Regions from separate parts of the Mus musculus genome. Here all the other regions are linked to region 2. The links are chromatin contacts, called in public Hi-C maps. All regions are on one chromosome and are shown on one strand. Each heading gives the region's core, a stretch centred on a gene start, on an enhancer-like site or on the middle of the called end of the contact. The rest is flanking DNA. Distances are from core to core; before and after follow the strand shown. Region 1 has its middle 29 kb from the start of Gm31559. Region 2 overlaps Rbms3 (RNA binding motif, single stranded interacting protein). Region 3 overlaps Rbms3 (RNA binding motif, single stranded interacting protein).

Region 1 (3,983 bases), core at 37-2,536, 480 kb after region 2:
TTATCCCAATGACTCAACATCTTAGTGTTTACTTAAATATATAACAGCTGTATACGTCTTTACCATCTTAAATTATGGAGTGTTTTAAATTGTATTTATCTGGTGAGGAGACACGCATGTGGAGATCCGAAGGCAATTGCTGGTTGGTTGTTTCCTTCTTCTGGGTGAGCTCCAGGGATGGAATCCAGGCCCCCAGACTGCTCTGCAAGCTCCCTTACACGCTGAGCCTCGCAGGCTCCTTTTGTTGTGTTTCTGCACTTGACGACAGGGCCTGACACTTTGCATATGCTAGTATTCTGCAAGCATGGGATGGTAATGCAGTGTTTGCAGAATGAGCAAGTGTACGGACGGATGAGTGGATGAGCTCCTAAAATGATGGGCAGGTGGATCTACTCTCAGGGAATGCCCACAGTGCTTGCATGCGGAGCTTGGGCCTGGGAGAGGGGTGCCGTTCATTGATTCCTAAAAGCCGTAACTCTCTTCTGAGCTTTCCCACATCCCGCCAAGGCATAAACACTGGAAACTATTTCTTGTCGGCGTGATCTAATTAGACTCTTCCCGTTAGAGGCACTTCCGTGACCTTTAACTCCAGGTGGAAACGAAAGGCTATTGTCTTCTGGTGGCAGGGCTGCATGTCCCCTCCAACGCCCTACAAGGAGTTTCTCAGGTTGGTGTCACAGGTTATGCAGGCACCTGCAGATGGCTTTGCTGCGACTCCTCCGATTTGGGATATCTCAAAACTTCTGTCAACCTTTATTTCTACAACTTCCTAATAATTCCTTTTACCCTATAAATTCCTTCCTATCCATAAAACCTAGGATGAACTCCAAGAGATATGGATTCTTGGTTGGAAATTAAAAGGAGCCAGTTAGTAATCCCATTAAACATTCAATTTAATCATTTTTTATAAGAACATATATTAAAGTATATAATGCTTAAATGCAAACACTCAACTTGTAGGAAGTGAATATGTTCAAAGTACATTGTATGCATGTATGAAATTCTCAAATAACTAATTAAAGGACACACACACACACACAGTAAAATCATAATGAAAACAGAACCAACTAATAGAGAAAACCTAAAATATTAGATTTTCACAAAACTAGTGACCAAACTTTTAAACCTCGGCTGAGAATAGCTGACAAAATTACAAGGAGAAACTAATGAGTTCCCAGTTTTCCATGGGGAATGCAAAGATACTCCCCTAATAAGTGATAAGACAGGGAAAAGTGCAAGCAGCAGACATTCGAAAAGCCATGGCACAGAATTCGCTTAGTGCCAAGTACACATTAAGTATTTACCATAACATGCTATACTCCGGGCTCAGTAAATGAAAACGGCCTCAGTAAATTCAGAACAGACCCAGTCATATGCAGTATGCCCACCAATTAAGCCTAATTGAATTACAAATTAATAATACAAAGATTCTGGGAACGCCTCAACTATTTTAAAATGAAACAGAAAATTTCCAAACTGATCAAGTCAAAAAAAATCACAAGGGGAGCTAAAAATATTTTGTATTGAGTCAAATAAAAACAAAACAGCCCCAGATTTGGAGGATGCAATCAAGATGGTGCTAGGAAGACATTTATTGGGCCCTGTGGCCGTATCTGCAAAGAATCAGTTCTCAAATCAATTACCTCATCTTCTACTCAAAGACACTGGCATAGTAAAATGAATTTGATCCAAGGAAAACAGAAGAGGGAGGTAATAAAAGCAGGAGAGAGGAAAATACTAGAGTAAATTAAGTTAACCAACTGGGAACATAAAATTGATAAAATTTTAGCCAGAGTTTGATTAGGAAAGATGACAATACCTACAATTTACTAATCTCTGGAATGAGAGGTATAATTGCCATATAGATTCTGTAGAATGAAAATTCATTTAAATTAGTACATAGCACTAAAGTATAATAAACATCTTGATGACAATATATTCAACATTTGATTAAATGAACAAATTCCACAAAAGATGTAAATTACCCAAACCCGTTTCAGAATGAGATAATTTAGAAGCTAGCCCTGGATCTATTTTTAAAATGGAATTTGTTGTTAAAAAGTTTCTTAGGAATAAAAAATGCCTAAGTCCTTAAAACATCTCAAAGCAAAAATAAATAGCAAGTACATTGTACTTTCTCCAGAAACTTAAATACTGGAAGATGCTCACTTTATAAAGCCATTGACCATATTCCAATACCCAAGCTAGGGAAACTCCTACAAAGAAAAAACAATTACTGATATACCTTTGTGATCGATTGATAGTAAGCATTTATCATACTAAAGGGAAAATAACATGTGTTATGGCTACATAAAAAAGAATCTCTCCTTGCCCAAAGAGAAGGCTTCTGACCTTCGCTCTCTGCTCCTTGGAAGAGCGCGGTTACTATAGCCTCAGAATATTCAGACTGAAAAAACTATGTCTGTTTCCCTGGGACACTGGGCCATGACGAAGGGTGTGATCCTGTGACTTGGAGTGGAGGCTTTTGGTTAAGTGACTGTGTATAATATGTATATGTTATATGTCTATATAATAAATCTTTGGAGACGTGGGGACCAAAATTAGCAATGTGGCCCATATGCTGTGAAAGTGTCCACGGCTTTCCTAACTGGCAGTAATCTACGAGTAGTGAGACATGTTGTCACTGGGATAGTAGTACTTTCTGGCATGTCACTGTGAGTGGGCCACTGGGAGCTTAGGACTGGTGTAGACACCACGAGAGTCTACCTCTGGTTGTTTTAACTACTTTTAAACTCTTTTTAAATGACCTATAAGTATGACTATAAATCCTGTGAGTGAGGCCTTTGAGCACATTACGGAATTGAAGATACTCTCAGAGACACACGGTCTTGCTCTCAGAAGCAAAGGCAGACATTCCTGGGGACTATTTGCTCGTCTACAATGACTAAGTACAGTTAAGCCTGGGAACGCAAGAGCAATTTGACACTCGAACGTAATTCACCATCATTTCAAGTGTAGAAGAAAAAAAAAAAAAAAAAACACATGTTCATTTCAATAGAGCAAGACATACTTGGGGAAACAAACAACATCCATTATTGAAAACAACCTACAGCAGACTCCGAATACAAAAGGCATCCTTCAACTTGATAAAAGAGGTCTGTGAAGAAATGTACAAGTGGTGTCGTCATTCACGACACTAAACAGTAAATGTTCTCGCTCTCGGAGCAGGAATGAGCAGGATGCCAGCTCCGGCCTACTTGGTTTGTTGTGAGGCAAATGTGAGCCAGTGGGGTGGGGAAAGGAGAGCAGGGAAGGGGAGGAGGAGGAGAAAGAACGAATGAAACCCAGATAGATATTAAAATGGTCTCTGTGTTGCAAGCCATCATGACCACTTATGTAGGAAACTAAAGTCGGTAAAACTGCCACTCGAGCATGAGAAACAGTGAGTAAACTTCGTGGGGTCACAATGCAGGAGAAAAGATGGAGAATCAATTGTATTTATTCATATCAACAACAATGATTGAATGTTGGTGTAAAAAGTGTCATTTAGGGGGCTGTAAATGTGGCTTGGTGGTTAAGAGCACTGGCTGCTCTTCCAGAGGACTTGAGCTCAAATCCTAGCACCCACATCAGGCAGCTCACAACTCCCTTTAGCTCCAGTTCCAGGAGATCCAACACCTTCTCCTGGTTTCTGCAGGTACTTACATGTTTGTGCACACACACACACACACACACACACACACACACACACACACACACTCATACACACACACAGAGTCTTTTTTTTAAAGGCAAAATAATAAATCCCATATTAAAATTGTTCTCATCTTCAACTATTTCCCCAAGACTTAGAGATACAGTCACTGAATTCCTCGGCTCGCACTTCAGTCCGAACAGAATGCTACATGCCTGCAATCCCAGCTCTTAGGAGGCAGAGGCTGGAGGAACAAGAATTCAAGGTCAGTCTTACATATGGAGGGAGTTCAGGGACTCCATGAGACCCTGTCTCAACACAGAAAAAT
Region 2 (3,848 bases), core at 1,193-3,692:
GAGGCTGCTAATCACATTCCGTGTGCATTAGCAACAACACAGGCAGAGCTCTTAGGAACAAGGCTTTGGCCTGCATGGAACTCTCCAACTTTGCGCAGGGGTTTCTCCAAAGGGGGTACTCAAGGTTGGTTGTCTCATATATTTCTGCATTCACTGCTGAGGGTGTCATGGTTCAAGTTCATGTTTGAAGCAGGACAGACTTCTGCCTTCTGACAAGGTCCATCTGAGGAGGAACGGTGAATCAAGGAACCTGGTTTTCCATCATCTTCTGCATTCTGGAGCAACCTATAGGAAAAAATGAGGAAATTAGATTCCAGAAGGAACGCACTTCGTGGGCTGTCTTTCTAGATTATTCTCCATGTACGTGGAGGAATGGAGAGAGAGGTTTACTAGAGAATAAGAGACAGGGGAGTCTCTGGGTGGTTAGTTTGTTAGTGTCTCTGAATATGAAACGTAGGTCATGCCATTTTGTTAAGTTTCTGTGATGACAATTTTAATATGAGATATGAAAGTCCAGAGAGAGAGAGGGTGATGGTGGCAGGGGTGCAGGGGAGAACTGAGAGACTAGGATGGCTAGTTAATATCCTACTATCTTCTTTTTGTAGAAACCTCCATTTATGACAATTTCATATTTCTTCTTTAAATAAAAGGATGTTTTGTGAATTCATTGTTTTCTGAAATGCTAAAATTTTGGTCCTCTGAAGGGTGGTCACATCAACAGCCTCCCTGTTTCAACCTCTGTATTTTGAACCCTTTTCCAATATTACATAATTCCTTCTTGGTCAGCCTGAATCTTAGCCTTGAGCCTTTACAGTGGAGAATTTCACTCATGAACAGGTCTGTAACATAGCAATTGACCCCAAAGTTATCCTTGATAAATGGACTTCCCAAAGAGCCCTCAGAAATCATGATGATGTAAACTCTGCAAACGGCAGCCGTGGGGAATGCTGTAATAATCTTTTTGTTGTAATTCTGAACAATTTTCGATCACAATTTGTATCTTATTAGTTGATTTATTACTAGACTGGGTCTTGTATGTGGCCCAGGCTATGCTGAGTTCACTATGTAGCTCAGGCTGCTACCAAACCCTTGGCTATCCTCCTGCCCTACCTGCTGAGAATGGTATTTTAAAGCGTGTACTACCAACCTCAACATCAGCTGAAAATGTGTATGAACTTAAAACTGTTTCTGCTTCTAGAATAAGGGTGGCCACAGCCCTGTGGACTATTCTGCAAGACTGTGTTTGTATGTACTTACAGTGACATTGTTGAATCACAAGCATGTATACACCAGGAGTTGCAAAACAACAACAACAACAACAACAACAATGCGGGGACAGAAGCTGATGAGTCTGAAGGCCAAGGTTAGGGAGACAAGGTCACTTAGGGCACTCTGAGGCACTGCTATCAATATTTGCAGTAGCCTGAATGTGTGCCTCTCCACCAGGGTCACTGAACACTTCACTGAGTAGAAATGATGCCTGAAGGCTGGAGAGATGGCTGAGTCAGTAAAGTTCTGGCCGTACCAGCCCGAGGATATGAGTTTGCTCCTCTGAACCAACATAAGAAGTATGGGTTTGGTTGTATGGATTCGTAGTCTCTGCAACACTGCGGGGGTACAGAGAGATCCCTGAGATGTAGTAGCTAGTTAGTCTAGTAGCTAGTTAGTCTAGTCTGCTTGGTGAGTTACAGTCCAAGTGAGAGACTCTTCCTCAAAACAGAGTAAGCTACCAGAACCAAAGACACACTGGATAACCTCCAGGGATGACACCTGAGGTTGACCTATGACCTCCAGATGCACGTGCACCCACCCCCCAGAACAAAAATCCTATGTGAGCATGCCAGTCCCGAATTACAGTCTATAAAGCATTTCCATCGGAGAATGTGACTCCCCCCCAGAACAAAGATCCTATGTGAGCATGCCAGTCCCGAATTACAGTCTATAAAGCATTTCCATGGGAGAATGTGACTCCTCGTAGGACATTAATGCCATGTTAGCTAATCCCCACAGAAATGGTGCTTAACCATGCATAGCTCAGATCTTACAGAGCCAAAATGGGAACGAAAAAGTCTGTTATGCCCTGTTACGACTTGTAAGGATTCCAGATCTCCTAATGTAACAAATCAAAGATCATCAGTGCTTACATTTCTCAAGGCAGGGTCTCAATGGAAGTTCACGTAACTCAGGACGGGGGCTGGGGACACAAAGGCAGCTGCTTATGGGGTGGGGCCCTCCTAATGGTTTCCAGATGTGGCTCTCTTCGGGGCTTTAAACATCCAGCCTTGAGTCACTCACTTGATTAGGATCAGCAAATCAGGACATGTCGGTAAATTCTAGCAGTCAAATTAATATCTGTTGAATGAGTCGAGCCTTCTAGAACCTCAGTTTTCTGTCTTATTCATTCTTTGCCAATGTGTCTGGGACTGTCCAAGAATGTCCCAGGACAGAAAGGTCTTTGTATGAAGAACAAGAATGAATTCTGAGGCTGTCACACATGAATAAGCAGTCTATAGTTGAGCAAGCTTTTATATGGGAAGTACTGTCAACTTTGAACTTAGTTAAAGTGTAATAAAGTAATGATGTCAAGTTTTGAGCTAATGTTTTTTTTAAAAAGCCCTTGCATTTTGATTTTTAATACTATTTATTCCTGGTATCTCTAATGGTTTCTTCCTTTCTTTTTAGAAAGTTCTTTGTGGGTGTCATACTTAGGTTTAAACTCAGTCTATTCTAGGTGTCTGACTGCCCTGTGGTAGACACCTAGAAATTTTTTGAGCTAGAGAGATGGCTCAGTGGCTAAAAGAGCTGACTGCTCTTACAGAGGAACTGAGTTTGGTTCTAAATACCCATGTCTGGAAGTTTGTAACTCCACCTCTGAGGTCTCTGACCCCCTCTTATAGACTCTGCTGCTATCATGCTCATGTTCACAGACCCATAGAGAGAACACACCAACACATAATTTAAAATAATATTTTAAAATTAAAAAAAAAACCCAAGACTTTCAAACAAGAAGTTTCCATGGGGCTGTTGGCGTTTTGGGATGCAGAGGACGTGTCTTGCACTTGGCATTGCTTGGAGCCTCTGATTAGCTCCTATGCTCCGTTCTGGCCTTTGGGACACCAGTTCTCACTGTGTAGCCCAGGGTGGCCTGGAATTCAGCAGATGATCCTTCTGCCTCAGTCTCCTGGGGTCACAGGTACACACTGCCACACTCAGGCACCGTCCCCTGTATTTGAGCGACTTCAGAGTTTGAGTGATCCCCAGATGCATACAACCCAGGACATTTCTATTGTATGCAACTCTCAGTCATAGTCCACATTTGGGGATCCCTGCAGAGTTCTCTGACTGTTTAGGTAGCCTTAGTCACACCGTGGCATTTCACAGCAGTACGGTAAAACCCTGCTTCCCTTCTTGATGCTCCCCTTGTTAGATCTCAAACCTGAGATGAGTCTCAGTCCCTGTGCCTACTCCCAGCATTCCTTCTCCCTATTATAACACAGCCATTTTGGCTACATCTGTCTCTTTGCCTCTTGGCCCAGGAAGCCTCTCTTGGTCAGGGGCTCCTCTTTGGCTTGGCTCCCCTCCTCATCTCTCCCCTCATGGTCCAGTTTAGACTGCTGCCTGCCTGGACTCTTCCCGCTGCCTGCTTTCTTTCTTGTATCTACAATAAAATCCCCCCAATACTGTAGGAACAGTCAGGGGTTTGTTTTCTTCTCCTTTTACTTCACTTTTATATTCACCTATCAATGCCTGTCATCCAATCAGAGTAAATACTGAGCCATATGCCTATGGGAGTTTAAATTTAAATTGATTTCCTTAAGTCAAAGGAATCTTTCAATTCCTCTCATAGT
Region 3 (3,612 bases), core at 403-2,902, 310 kb after region 2:
GAATTGAAAGTAGATCTTTACAAAAAGATACATCCATAATAGCTCCACCTGAGGTAACATAATACCTGTCTCTCAGCCACTCGCCTAGTGAATCACAGTTTAGGTTGGACCCTGCAGCCTCACGATTTTGGCTAAAGGAAAGCTGTGGTTTTGAAAGTAACCCACACCTCATGTTCTTAGCATCGTCTTCCACAGTCCTTTCTCCTCCAGCTCAGCAGCCACACAGTCAGGCATTCCTTTTCTCTACATCATTTTTATTGATGCTTTGTACTTCCCGAGACTTGGCTGCCTCTCTTTTCTGAAATGTCCCCACCCTTAATAATTTATAGGCATGACTGACAGCCTAATCATTTTTCAACTCCAGATGAGCTAGCTGTTTCCAGTATTTTAGGCAGTTTTGAAAGGGTGGACTTTCTTTGTCCCTCCCAAATGATTAGAACAAGAAGTTTCCCCACAGGAAACACATAAAGCCCTCAGTTTTGTCTCTCTTTGATAAGGAAGGAAGCCAATCCAAAAATGATAGATTTTAAGGTTTTTGCTTTTTCCAGCCTGCTTTGAGACCATCAATAATCACTCAGAAGTAAAAACACCTTGTCCCAATTTAAACAGGCGAAGCCAGGCTACCTTTCTAGCCTCCCATTTCCCTTCTCTTCCTGTAATTCTCATAATGAGGCAGTGTCTAGACTACTTGGAAGGAGTGAAAAGGTCGGGCTTTTCACTTTTTCTTCTGTGACTTTACAAGTGGCCACCCACACTCCTCCACACATCCAGGGCAATGCCCAGGGCCTACAGAATATATAGAGACTATCAAGCGCTCATGAGAGAGAGGACACCCAGGGATACCATAACTTCAACCTGCTACCAAGTGGGAGAGACGGTGCAGACTCAGCCACGCAATCTGCCATTTTGTTTTTGCTGTGGTTCCTTTTCATGGCTCAATCAAAAATGTTCCAAATAAGTGATTTGTATTCATAGAAAATTATGTCCGATTCATGCTTTTGGAAGACACCATTAAAAAGTAATTAGTCTAGGATTAGTGAGACATCTCAGTGGGTAAACGTGCTTGCTGCCAAACCTGGTCACCTGAGTTTAATCCCGGAGCCCCACATGATAAAAGTGGAAAACACAAACTCCGACTGCCACATGTGCACTGTGGTGTCCATTTCTACCACCACCACGTGCTTCTGTGAACACAAAATAAAATGTAATTTAATAATAAAAAGCGATAGTAATCAGCTCAAACTGGGTATAACTGTTCCTGTAAAATTGCCTTAGTAAGAAATCCAGAGGATTTAGCCAAGTCAGAATGGGAGAGTTGGGCTTGGTGGGTAAAGTACCTGACCCAATAATGAGGATCCTGAGTCTGATTCCCAGGCTCAAAGTAAAAGCCAGCTGTGGCTGTGCACATCTGCAAACGCAGCCCTTGCGGTTGAGGAAAGTCAATGCTACCCCTGGGGACTGATGACCAGCCACTCTGGAGTTCAGTGACAGACCCTTTCACAAAAGATGGAGAGGGACAATGGAAGAATCGAGCAGGGCTTGCACGACCTGGATTGTTGGGTCTGAGCGCAGTTTGTGTGTGCTCGCCCAGAATTCCAGCTGGGTGCTGGGAGAGAAGAGCCAAGCTTGTTGTCATCAAGAATCTGCCTCTGGGGGCTGAGCTTGCAGCTGGCTGAGTCATAGTCATTCCTGCCCCAAATCCCCCACCGAAGTGCGTGCTCACGCCTAACTTGGCAAGGCTGTCACTTCTTCAGGCTTTCCCCTGGAAAGTCTGTCACAGGAGCACCTAGCCTTCGCTTTATCCAGAGATAATAGTCTTCAGAGTCTTAAATCCTCATGGCACCGGCTTACTTAGCATAATCTGCCCTTAATTTTCAGATCTTCCTATTACATTTTCTGTGACAAGAGCAACCAGAAAGGTATTCCTGCCTAGTGCTGACTGTCAGGATGTGCTGAACAGAGCTGCTCTCAGACTATAAAACTCTTTACCATTCTTTCAGTATTGTGAAGTGACATAATGTTGAATCACCAAGTGTATCGGGTAGTCTTCCCTACAAGGAAATCAGAGGCTCTGTGCAGACAAAGATGGAAGGTGCACAAGACAGGCTGGGGTGTGGGTGCAGTTGGTAAAGTGCTGTACTGCAGAGACCAGGACTTGAGTTCATATCTTAGAAGTCACATACTAAAAGCCAGGTGTGGTGATGCATTCTTTTAATTACAACAGAGGGACTCTGAGGCTTTCTGCTGAATCTCTGGGCCAGTCAGCCTACTCTGCTTGGCATTTCCAAACCAGGGATAGGCACTGCCTCTCAAAATGGCAGGGAGTGTTGCAAGAATGATAACTGAGGCTACCTTTTTGTATGTACACATGTGCAGATATGTGCACACACATACCTGCATGAGCACATGCCTCCACACACAGAGACATGCACAAAATGTCTGAAAAAATCATAAAAATTCAATTGATGACATGTTATCATTATTGTGGTGTGGGGGTGAGAGAGAGACAGAGAGAGACAGAGACAGGGAGAGAGAGAGAGAGTGAGAGAGAATATATTGGTTTCTGCACGTGAGTGCAGCACCCACAGAGGCCACTAGAGGGTAATAGATTCCCCTGAATGTATAATTATAGATGGTTCTGAGCCAACATGAGGGTGCTGGGAACCAAACCCCAAGCTGGAAGAGTGGCCTGTGCTCCGAGCTGCTGTAAAATGAGTAGGCCAGCCTCCAGACTCAGACTTCTGAGGAGAATTTAAGTGTGAAGCCCTCCACATTCTCACCCCCACCGAATGTTAGCAAAGGAATGAAGACTTATTGATTCGGCTTTACAGAGGCAAAACACAGATGGGGCCATGAATAATCCGGTCATCTGAGGAAGCTTAGCCAGGAATCACACAAAATGTTCTCATTAACCAGACTGCCTGGGACGGCTTTAGCTTGGCAGGGAGCTCTAAATAATTCATTGGATTTCTGAATCCGAGTCTCAGGCACACCTCCTTATTGACACAAAGAGCAGAACGTGAGCACATCAAGGGACTGCCCTGCCCCCCAGGGGCCGGTGACAGCACCCTGTGCAAATGTCATACATGATAAATTATTAGATCCAGGTGTAAAGTTCCTAGCTAGGAACTCGAGTGTGAAACACCGCAGCCATTCTGTCCTCACTCCTGCCTCTCCCAGGTTCTACAGAGAGGAATCAATCCCCTTGCTAGTAGATGAGTGGTTTTGTAAGGTACCACCAGAGTCTACAAACGTGAAGGCCAACAATACCATTCAGCAGCTAAGCCAGTCCAGATATATATGGTACAAATGTTTGAGACTCAACAGGGGAGAAGTATATTCCTTAGAATAGTAGGTCCTACAGGAGTAAACATGTTGCAAAGGCTGTTTTAATCAGCTTTAAGGGGGCTTTTGAAAAGCCTGAACCTTCAGCTTCTTAACATAAACTGTATTATTCATTTTTATTTATTGAAGGAGTGGATGTGTTATACAGCATTGCTCAAATGCATTGAAACCCAGAGTACTTTTCTCTCTGAACAAGTAATGTCTCTGGGAGTGGGGAGGAGGTGTGTGTGTATGTGTGTGTCTGTGTGTGTTTGTGTGTGTGTGTGT

What was found. Hi-C and Micro-C count contacts between places; a contact is called where the count stands out from the background.
Region 1: a Hi-C map of the N1E-115 cell line shows a contact between it and region 2, with 2.6 times the contacts expected there. The contact joins two enhancer-like sites. A contact is called at or near these places in 10 of 484 Hi-C or Micro-C datasets (the N1E-115 cell line, adipose-derived mesenchymal stem cells, embryonic fibroblasts and 3 more), 1 of 115 datasets of contacts at active chromatin or transcription factors (embryonic fibroblasts) and 1 of 9 other capture datasets (embryonic stem cells).
Region 3: a Hi-C map of embryonic fibroblasts shows a contact between it and region 2, with 5 times the contacts expected there. The contact joins two enhancer-like sites. A contact is called at or near these places in 2 of 484 Hi-C or Micro-C datasets (adipose-derived mesenchymal stem cells and embryonic fibroblasts) and 1 of 115 datasets of contacts at active chromatin or transcription factors (fibro-adipogenic progenitors).

What each region holds. Positions count from the first base shown.
Region 1 is chr9:116,419,799-116,423,781 of GRCm38.p6, reverse strand. No RefSeq gene overlaps it. Among named protein-coding and RNA genes, the nearest start is that of Gm31559, 29 kb to the right of the region's middle. Within about 2 kb of position 1,286, at least 1 of the 459 cell types and tissues checked has an H3K27ac peak or open chromatin away from gene starts, as enhancers often do. A contact at or near this core is called in the N1E-115 cell line, where this site is marked.
Region 2 is chr9:116,901,960-116,905,807 of GRCm38.p6, reverse strand. All of the region lies in intron 4 of Rbms3 (RNA binding motif, single stranded interacting protein), which reads left to right. Among named protein-coding and RNA genes, the nearest start is that of Gm39452, 290 kb to the left of the region's middle. Within about 2 kb of position 2,442, at least 48 of the 459 cell types and tissues checked have an H3K27ac peak or open chromatin away from gene starts, as enhancers often do. A contact at or near this core is called in the N1E-115 cell line and embryonic fibroblasts, where this site is marked.
Region 3 is chr9:116,589,326-116,592,937 of GRCm38.p6, reverse strand. All of the region lies in intron 12 of Rbms3 (RNA binding motif, single stranded interacting protein), which reads left to right. Among named protein-coding and RNA genes, the nearest start is that of Gm39449, 66 kb to the right of the region's middle. Within about 2 kb of position 1,652, at least 32 of the 459 cell types and tissues checked have an H3K27ac peak or open chromatin away from gene starts, as enhancers often do. A contact at or near this core is called in embryonic fibroblasts, where this site is marked.